Linked DNA regions of Pangasianodon hypophthalmus: region 1 is linked to region 2. Evidence: chromatin contacts called from public Hi-C data. All regions are on one chromosome and are shown on one strand. The core of a region is the stretch at or near the end of the contact, and the rest is flanking DNA. Distances in the headings are between cores, read along the strand shown.

Region 1 (5,427 bases), core at 2,919-5,418, 140 kb after region 2:
GACAAAACATCATCATCACGGTTGGAATGAATTCGGGTTCATGAGCACTTATTAGAATCTTATTTACCAAAATACCACGCAATCTATTTAAGTTTGAATGTTACATTTTTTATCATTAAAAATCACAGAATGCCAGCATTTAATTACGGCTGGATTATTTATCCTTTTCATATTCAGACTGCATTGCTAACAATGATTAACAATATCTTTAATACAACTCCATACAACCAAGAGCTTGAACTGCCTGTTGATTATTTCAACCAATTAGATGAGGCTAAACATTGTATGTACTGTGTGACACTACTACCCAGGAGAAGAACCAGGGTCGATTCGGAATGTTTTTCAGGACGGCACATGCGTTTTCTCACATGTGGCACCAAGTTGTGTTAGTAACTTGAAGGCAGGGAATATTTTATCTCAATGCTAGCATGACCTCTTGAGCCATTCGGACAGTGTCCCATCGCTCATGTACTGCTCAAATGGCTACAAACATGCACATTTATGGTCCCTCAGGTTTCAAGTTGTTTAGTTTTTACTTTATTTTTAAGGTTTAAAGTTAATTTAATTGCTTTCAGTGAGCTGTTTATATGAACAGTAGTACTAAAAACTGCATCACTTAATTCAAGATACTGCATAGGCCACTAATACAAGCCAGGAATTTCATTTTCAGAAAATAATTGTTTAATTAATCATAAATAGTAAAAACAGTACAACATTCAGATTCAGTCATATTTTGCATATGAAGTCAATTAAACTAGTTACTGATAATACAGTGATGTCAGAAGCAGATGCATCCAGTTGGTGAGTCTATAAAATGTTAATGGCTAAGCTAAGGCAATCTGCAACCTAGCCGTCTGTTTTTCTGAACTGTGGTAGTCTAGACGAGAATTTAAGAGCGAATGCTCCCCTGTACCCAAAATCAGTAAGTGAATGGCAGCTAAACTCTCACTGGACTGCGCAGCACATTCATCAAAATGACATAGTGCAACAACTTCAGCGATTATCCTAAACGCTCTGGTTTTGGATTTGAAGTGAAAGCTCTTACCTTCTTGCCACTTTTAAATATACTTAGCTGGAAAATAAGCATCACCAACCACTAAATTATAGTCAATTAAGCCTTAAATCCTTCAAATGTTCATGCTTATTTTTTAGGGCTTGAATGAAGTACCGCTAAGTAAGGAATAAAACACGATAGTGTGTGTGCTGTTATGGGAAAATAATCAATGACGGTGTGATGTGATGTGATGTGGCCCGACACAAACGGCATGTCGCATGTTTTATTGCTCTTACACCACAGAAATTTTCCAACACTAATTATTTATTAAAGAAAGACAGAGTGTACTTTTTTCCAGTTTATAATTACATTCACAAAACAAGTTTCTGCCTTTTGAAGGTAGTAAGACAAAAAAAATTTACTGTTAAAATAATTAATTAGTAAAAATTATTTTACTCAAATATTTAGTCATTCATTCATCTTCAATAATTTCTTTATTCTGGTGAGGGCCGTGGTGGATCTGAGAGACAGGAATACACCCAGGATTGGAAACCAGTTCATCACAGGGCATCATGCACAAACACACATATTCACACATTCATTTACATTTAGGGGCAATTTAGAGTCACTGATGCACTCTATAAACCCATAGGGACATGAGGAAAACATGCACAGAATCTGAACACTGTTCCGTAACCAGAAGTCAGGACCTCAAAGACACACTTCATATTAACTTTTTAAAGCAGTATCAGGTTTAATCCACTGTAGTAATATAGGGTTTATTTCCTATGTTTATCTATTTCTCTTTCAGTCCCCAAAAAAAAGAAAAAAACAAAAAAAACTAAAAACCAGCATCTATTGATCATCATGATTACTAGCTTTATATGAGTGTTAGAGAATAAGTAGTATGCCTTCTACAGCGAATCCGTTTTAGCAAATAATACTACTGCGTGGTTTACAGTGAGGCATTGACACACGTTCATCAGACAAGATCGATCTTCCATCATCCATCTCCACCAGTGGAAGATGTTTGAGTCTCAGAGGCTTATCTGTGTGTAAAGTTCACAGCATCAAAAGAACACACAAAACAACCAAGACACTACACAGATACACCAAATGGTGTATGAGCTAATGGACATGGTTGTCATCAAACGAAAGAATGTTTTACCTTCACCAAACAGCTGGTCAGTGTCATCTTGGTGCAGAATGACTTTTTCCAAAGCTACAGGAAGTCTGAGCATGTTGCAGACACAGCCCATCAAGAACATTTACAAAAACCTATCTCCGGTTTATACGAACCTACAAATTCGCTCTTCGAGTGGCACCAACACCCTTATAAAATGTTTCATGTACAGTGATTTAAAAGACATCATTTAAAAAAACAGCCAAATTTCTGTACACACACAGACAGCGTTAGAATCAGGACGATGCTCTTCAATGACAAAAAGGATTAAAAAGGATGACATCACAACCTCATTGCACTATTAATCTCAGTCAAGAAGAAGCTGATGGAAATCTCAGACTTAAACAGCATAAATATTCTGTCCTGAAAGACTAAAAGGAAATGTTTTATACGGTGAATTTATGCATGTTCACCATCTGGGCTGACACTGTCTTACAACACAGCTGAAACTGCATTTAAAAAGATACAAAGGTTAAAGTCGGGGTTAGACTTCATATCTTTTTGTTATGGCTTTATTCACATTGACCTTGTTTTTTTTAATTCGTACATGTTACTCATGTGATTACGTTGATTTGTGCAGGCTATACAAGCTATACATAACTGCACTGATGGTGCAACTAGAAGGATAATGAAAAATTTATAATAGAAAAATAAATAAAAGAAATCAGAAATTGCCTTGTAGGTTTGAACGTTGCTGCCTCACAGCTCCAGGCTCTCCGGTTCAATCCTAAGCTCTGGTTACTGTCTGTGTGGAGTCTTTCATGTTCTCCCCATGTCTGTGAGGGTTTCCTCTGGGTTCGCTGGTTTCCTCCTACCTACCAAAACCATGCCAGTAGGTGGACTGGCTATGCTAAGTGTGAATAAGTGTGTGAATGGGTGCGTACACAGTGCTCTGCAATGTCAAAGCATGTCCCTGCCTTACTCCCAGTGTTCCCGGGACAGACTCCGGATCCACCCCAACCATGACCAGGATAAATCAGTTGCTGTTGAATCATGACCATCAGTTGAATGGTCATGTAGCTGTAAGTGATTATGGAGTGCAAGGGGACTTGTACACTTACTCGGGGAATCGGTCCTTCAGCATCTTCATACACTGCCTTGTAGGCCGAAGCTGTTCAGTGAACTTTGCGATTACTCTGTATTCTGCTCTGCAGAGCTTCATTTTACTCATCTATCCACCTTTAGAGGGAAAGAGAGGAAGAGAATGTTCAAGACTTGTGTTGGATTGCAAGTATGATATTACAGCAATAAGTACCACATATATTGATAATGCTATCCCTGGGGTATATTTATACAGTGCTGTATTACTGTAGGAGCCTAATTCATCTACTAACAGTGTGTCAATGAAATCAATGAATTTAAAGCAGATTGTCTCAGCAATGTGTGTTAAGATGATGCTGAATATAGTCCACTTTATACTGCATATATACCCCATCTTTCAGATTTACTGTTGACTAGTGACAGCTCTGTGTGGGAGAAATAAGCACAGCTTACACTCGCACTGCACAGCTTTCATATTACACACATTATTCATATAATTATGTTAAAACTGATATGAATAAACAGCGATTATCGGTTAGTTTATCTGTATGTGCATCATTTCATTTGGTAAATCAATACACAGCACAGCCTAGCACATTAGCGAAGAACACAACAGCTGAATTCCAAATACCCCTCTACACCCTCTACAGGTGTACTATATAGGGTATAGAAACAGGCAGCTACAGACACTATCTAGCACGCTGCACATCCAATAGGAACTCGTTTGAGACACCGCCCCAAACTGCTAACTCACTCTTCCTTCTCGGTAAGACCACAGCGAGCAAAAAACACTCGCTTAAACCTCCGTACACCTTCAACAACAGCACGGGAAAAACATATATCAGCGGCTCCTGGTCATTTGTTATCCAAAAGACAATTTAAAGCACATAAATCTTCACTGCTGAAGGATATTGAAATACTTCCTGGATAGCTCCCGCGAAAGAGTTGAAAGGCGGGCGTGAAAAAAATCGCGTTTCTGATTGGCTGGGCCTGTGGGGATTGAGTAAAGTCGAAGCTGATTCGTCAGAAACACTACTCTGTAATAAAGCTCAGTAAAATGGGCGGAGTGCTGAGAATCCTCCCTCGAGAGGTAATAGCAGGTAAAGTTTGCAGATTTTTTTCTTTTTCTTTTCTTTTTTTTCTTTTTTATTAAGTAATATAGCTTATATGCATTACGTTCCTAAATATATGCATGATACATTTTGCTTCTCTGTGAGAAAGGAAATTAACTCAGAATATATGCAAATAATAAGGTTGAAATAGCTAGCAAAATATTTGCAGATTTTAACCTTATTATGTGGACAGAATTATTAAACATGGACTAATATTCGACATAGGAATATAATGTAATTTCTGCTGATTACAGAATCCTTTTATAAAATCACCATAATGAAATAATGTCATGCACTGTGCAATATTTACCTGCCTATAGGCATCATGTCAGAGTTTAGGCTCAATAATAGAAATCAATGCTAATGTGTAGAAATGCTTTGTATAGGTAATGTGGCTTAGTGATTTTAATACAGCTAGTATATCAGTAAACAATATGGTGGTTTATGAGCAGGAAAAAAATTTAATGTTTAAATCACTAGTTTTCTCTATTTTTTAAATTCAGTCTTGTGAAACAAATATTTAATTCATAACATTGTGAAATGACAAAGCTGTGAAAGCCTGCAGTAATTAAGCATAGAGTTGCTTTTATTTTAAGGTTGGTGTTGTCATAAATCCTTTTTTTTTGTATTAGTACTTTTACAATTACGTTATTTTCTTTACAATATCTTTACCTTTATATATTACACTAATATATTTTTGTCTTTAGACTGAATTCCTCAGACTCCAGAGATCCAGTTTACTACAACATGAGTGATACAGGTAAGGAAATGACTATTGTACTTCTCAGTTCTGCTCTCTAACACTAATAGATTTTTGTAGAATTTCTGAAACATAATGAATGTATATTTAGCAACTTTATTTCCTGTAATTATAATAATTATTTATAAATAAATTCATTGTCTTGGATAGGTAAATGCATTGAAATTAAATGATTCAGAAGAAAAAAACTCCCTCAGTCCTGGTAGTACAAGGCTTCATAGCTTTCTTTCTTTCTTTCTTTTATGATTTTACCAGGGTACTTGAGACAGTTGAGCCTATAATTTGGTTTAATCAGCATCCGATGTATAGGTAGACATTCCTCAGCCAAACGTAAAAT
Region 2 (5,544 bases), core at 1,008-3,507:
CACCTGGTTTGTGATTTGTTTCTCTCCTTTTGAATAATATTTTATTTTTTTAAAAAAAAACATACAAGGAAAATATTTTTGGAACTACTTTATTTTTTAAGTAACATTTTGCATGTTTATTCTGCAAATATACATGTTTATTTCAGTCAGGAATGTACAGAGATACATACAACTCAGTATATTCAATATATACTGCAGGCATTTTGGTACTGAATTTACAGTGGACATACTGTGGAATTAATAGTGAACATAAACTATCTTAGAGTACATTTTGGAATAAGTAAGAGACACATCCTGTTTAACACACGGTTAGCTCATGCTTCATGTTTTCCTGAGGGTTGGAAACATATATATATATATATATATATATATATATATATATATATATATATATATATATATATATATATATATGTTCTATTTAAACTAAAGACTGCAGCACACACAGGAGTCCCACACAACACACACACACACACACTGTCTAAGAGAGGAGATAATATTGCAGAGTGGATCCTCACGTGCACGCACTGAAAATTATGGTTATTATGGCTCGTATTTCGAAAAGCAAAAATCTAATTTCAGTAGTGTCCATTTCGAGTGTAAGAGGAGAGCGCAGTTAACAGCGCACTGAGCCGCTGATGAAAAGGCTTTAAATCCACACGGGATCAGTGTTTTGCTCTGATCAGCAGGGGAGGAACACTTCACCGCGCCGGCTTCCTGACGCAGAAATGCGCATTAAGGTCACCGATGCGCTGCTCAGCTCAAATGTGGGCTAGATAAGGAGCAAGGTGCTGTGTAATAAAAGCGGACTGATATTACTGCTTTAAACACCGTTAGCTCAGTAAATGCTGGGCGACAGAAAGGGTCACCGCTGTGATGTGCTCTCTATCTCGACCCCGCTCACACACTCCGGCCAATTACACGCAGTAAAGAGGGAATGCGCTCAGAGAAAAAGCCTGATAATGGTCCATCCTGCCCAATAACGACTTTTATAGCCACTTGTTTCCACAAATCAGCTAACATTTATTTACAGATGATTCAGCTATAACAAAAACTTATTATATCGCACATAACTGACCGACGTGCGCTAATCACCTATATCAAAATCACTAATGTCCTAAAATCACAAAATGAACTTCATATTTTCAAAGCAAAGCTGATTGTGTGAGATTATCGCCAATTTCACTAAAGTTCGTTTGCTTGCCATTTGTTCTGAACCCTAAGGACCAAATAAATGTAATCCATTAAACGGTTTAAAGCGCTTTATAGAAATTCACTAAGCGTAGCCTAATTTAAATCAATTTTTGCTTCTCGCCGCGAGAATTTAGCTCATTTTGATTAGGAAAGAAATATTACAAACCTGAGGAAAAGTCAGGAATGTTTTTACCTTGCAACGAAACAGCGCAATGTACTTAATTATTTAATAATAATAATAATAATAATAATAATAATAATAATAATAATCCAGTTTTGTTATAGTAATAATCATAATAATAATAACTAATAATAATAATAATAATAATAATAATAATAATACGGCTTGTCATTTTGTGCGCACTTTAGTGTAAAACATTTACAAAAATATTTACTTCTTTTTTTTTTTTTACATAAATCAAATTTATACTTTTCCAAATGGAAGTGTAAAATTCTGTTATAGGTTCAGAACATTGCGCTCGTGCTGTTACACTCAGTATTTCCGTAAAAGAGAATTTTAAGGTTTCTTGCAGAAGTTTTGATTATTCACTTCGTTTTCTTGCTGAATAACTAAAACCCCGCAATCTTTGCCTCGCAGCAGTTATTGTACATTTTTATTGCACGAAATATCAAACGAAAAACGCATTTTTAGCCCAACATATAATTATTTTGGGAACTCTTCGTGATAATCATTTATATATCTATTATTGCAATATCCCTTGAACAGTGAAAAACGATAATTTTTTTATTTTGATTTTATTTTCATTATTTTATTATTAATTGTATTATTTTATTTTGTATGATTTTATCGTCTTTGTCTGGACTGGGATGCATTATAAAGAAATTGATTAAACTCTGATTTTAAGCGTCTGCAAATAAAACAGTTGGGGAACTGGAGGCCGCTGCGAGCCGCCAGATGGCGCTAACGAGTCGCATATTTTCCACAGCAGGCCAGGCAAAAGACACAAAAAGATCTTTAACATTTCCATGGGAATGCCTAGGTTACAGTTTGCGCCCCCACCCCAACACACACACACACACACACATACACACACACACACACACTTTACCAATCCATGCACTACGAGCAAAAGGAAAATACTCCATTCAGGCTGAAGAATTTACAGTTAGCCGCGAAACTTTTACAAGTATTTGAGTTGCACAGTCTACTTGCAGAGAAACGAGCCACATTTCACTTGAGGTCAGAGAAAGTTCAACTTGATGAGGTAATTTAGATTATTGCATGATATAAACTTAAACAATAAATAAAAAGAATCTTAATAAAATGATGAACTTTGTTGATAGTTTATAAATATTTTTGTCATCACTCTAGTGATAATGACATCACTGTCTGTGTGTGTGTGTGTTATATGTGTCTCATATATATATATATATATATATATATATATATATATATATATATATATATATATATATATATATATATATATATAAATGGGCAGGGGGGTAATCTCGGTTAATCTCTTTGTATTATCCACATATTAAAACACTACAGATTAGCAAATAAAAGGCTAATATTATATTTGAATGTGTTCAAAAGAATTACATAATTTTACATCTATAATATCCGAAGTTAAGCTTTATTCCACTGAACACACTCTTTGCATATTAACACACCCCAGCGTTTTGACTGGCCTATATTTATGCGCAAAAGTTCAATCATATAATTGATGTGACTGGAAAAGTTTAAAAATCGAAGTTTAAAATATGAGAGTGCTGCTGGGACTTTGAGGCTCATTGAGCAGTACAGTTGTTTGTTAGAATAGAGAACACATGCAGGATATGAGCGGTTCCGTAGGCTCGTGATTGTCTCACTGTTTTGCTTGAAATGGATCCCATGCCCCCTAATGAATCCAAACGCAGCTGGCCATGTTCCACACGGACACCGATAGCTTTAACCCTAAACTGACCTCAATCTGACACCACGAGATGAACATTTACCGCCCGTTAATGTCCTCTTCTGCAGGCGTACAATCTGCATGTTTTCCCGTCAAACTGCGCATGTTTGTTTTAGCTCTCTCAAGTGGTTGACTCTACTGTATCCCTAAACAGCCTGAATAACAATTTCGTGGTAATCTCTCTCTTAAAAAAAAAAAGTTAAGACGTGTTTCAATCTTAAAAGCTCACATTGCAACACTATGGCAATTATAGCAATTAAGAGGCTATATTTGTCTAAGCCTCTAAGGAAAACTCATCACTTTTATCCTTGATTTTTGAGAAAATTTTAGCTATTGTTTAGAAGTATTATTATCAATTTGACCCAGTTGATTTTTTATTATATGAAGTTAAAATTGCTTGTATAGTTTCATCTTAATTAGTGCCAGTAAACGAATTGGAGAAGTTATAAACAAATTGTTAATAGGTTAATATAATTACCACATACATATTTTCTACATTCTACATCTATATTTTCTATTTAGAGGAAAATATTGTGCGCAATATTTGTAATATCTGTAAACGCCTGAAAATAATTTAAGTAACAGTTCCATCTATTACACGATGGACTCAAATCAGCAAGCATCCCAATCCAAATGTTCTGCAGGCTCCCATGTCATGTAAGTAGGATTTAAATAGTTTAGCAAATAAACAGCGCTGTGACTGGGCTCTCCTCACCTGGCATTTAACTCGCAGATCGCATTTTCCCACCTTAATCTCACGCTTTCCTGCTGCTGTACACTAGCATTAGTGAAGAGAAGGGATATGCACTCACCAAATGTTTGTCCGGGAAAAGCCCGACAGGCGTGTGTGAGAGAGTGAGGAGAGAGTGGGAGTCGGCATGCTGCCCGCTGTGTGCGCTGCACTGCTCTGCTCGCGGTGTGGAGGGAGAGAGCTGGCCGCTGGAGTTTCCCTCTTTCTATCGCATGAGATCCGCACAGCCGACCGGCTTCCACTTTTCCCCTTGCGCTTCTCTCATCTTTACATCACAAACATTTTAGTTTTTGTCGAGAACATTCTGCAAACTTAGCTCACTGGCAGTCCCACAGCAAATGAAACCCACACAACTGACGCGTCTTTATAGCATTTTATTGACGGTTGCAAACTGAATTCATCCTACACTCCTAGATGAGCGGGTATCTCTCTTTCTCTCTCTCTCTCTTTCTCTCCCTCTCTCCCTCTCTCTCTCTCTCTATGTCTCTCTCTTCTATAAGCGGTGAAATTGTTAATTCAGAAACAAAACAGGTCACGGAGCTTTAAATGTAGCCGCTTAGATGCAAAAGCCCCTATCAATAAGGCGATGATGTCACGCGCGCGGCGGTGTGTAGGCTATTGTCACTGATGTGGCTAAATATTAAAAAGGGATGGATGACCTCTTTGGGTTTTGAGCTCAAAAAAAGCGCTTGGCATTAGGGAAAAGGGCCAGCAGTATTGCAATCGATGGCCCAGCCATTGCTCCTCCTCTAAACTTTCAAGCTTGCCTCGTGATTGATGATCTTTGGGGCGCTTTGATAATTGACTACTCCGAGGTAAGGCACAGATTTCTATCTTGAGATGTGATTGGACGAAAGACACATTTAAACACTTTCCCTATAAAAACATTTTTTTCCCGCTTGGGAAAGTTCATTTTACTCAAAAAGGGGTGCTCAGTATGTTCCTAACAAACAAATACCTCATACTTAGAAGAGTAACTGGATATTAGGCATTACAGCGAAGTCATTTACATTGACTGGGAAACAGAAGTTATTTTGGAAGAAAACTGGAGGATAGACTCGGCACAGGGGACAGAGTTTGCGGTGGATTTGTAAGTTATGTCTCACATTATTTTCTTCAGTACAGTCTTGAGCTGCTGGATAGCCTAACAGTGAGGACAAACTGCGCAGTCAAAATGCACAGAGTATTTTTTCTGTTAATACGTTAAAATAAAAATATTTTGTCTTCAAAGCACTGAGTGAAGCAGTAAGTGAATTTGGCCTATAATGTTAATCTTCTAATGTTAATCTGACATATCTATTCTGTAGTCTAACCAGATGCCAAAGAAGTGTGGACATCGACTAAAATGCAATGCAGATTAACGCGCAAAACGAGTTTGAGTGCTTTTTTTTCACTCTCTTTCTTTTCTTCCCAGATACTTCAGTCCTCTGTGACTGTGTGTGTGCTGTTGTTGTTTGGCTCCCCCCGTGCGGAGTTGAAGCCGTCCTCTCGTGCGCGCGCTGCGTATCGCAGGGTTTGGTCTGTTCTCTGTGTGCGCCGCGGGACTGGCTGTGGCCGCGCTACTTCCGGGTTCCGTCATTCCGCTGTGCGCCGCTCAGCGCTGTGAACTCACTCTGTTCTATAAGCGCGCCAGCAGCCAACCTGCCAACACTCGCTGACACTCACTCATCTCAGACCGCG

Evidence for each region. A called contact is a pair of places that touch in the nucleus more often than the background predicts.
Region 1: a Hi-C map of liver and muscle shows a contact between it and region 2, with 6 times the contacts expected there. The contact joins the promoter of cdin1 here to the promoter of meis2a in region 2. A contact is called at or near these places in 2 of 3 Hi-C or Micro-C datasets (liver and muscle and muscle).

What each region holds. Positions count from the first base shown.
Region 1 is chr10:10,970,004-10,975,430 of fPanHyp1.pri, forward strand. It overlaps cdin1 (CDAN1 interacting nuclease 1), which reads right to left and starts at 4,169. Exons shown (of 12, transcript XM_026934528.3): 1 at 3,973-4,169; 2 at 3,239-3,356. The coding sequence starts at 3,348. LOC117598248 (a long non-coding RNA gene) reads left to right here and starts at 4,181. Exons shown (of 4, transcript XR_004578945.2): 1 at 4,181-4,318; 2 at 5,038-5,090.
Region 2 is chr10:10,829,838-10,835,381 of fPanHyp1.pri, forward strand. It overlaps meis2a (Meis homeobox 2a), which reads left to right and starts at 2,258. Exons shown (of 13, transcript XM_034307737.2): 1 at 2,258-2,420; 2 at 5,279-5,544.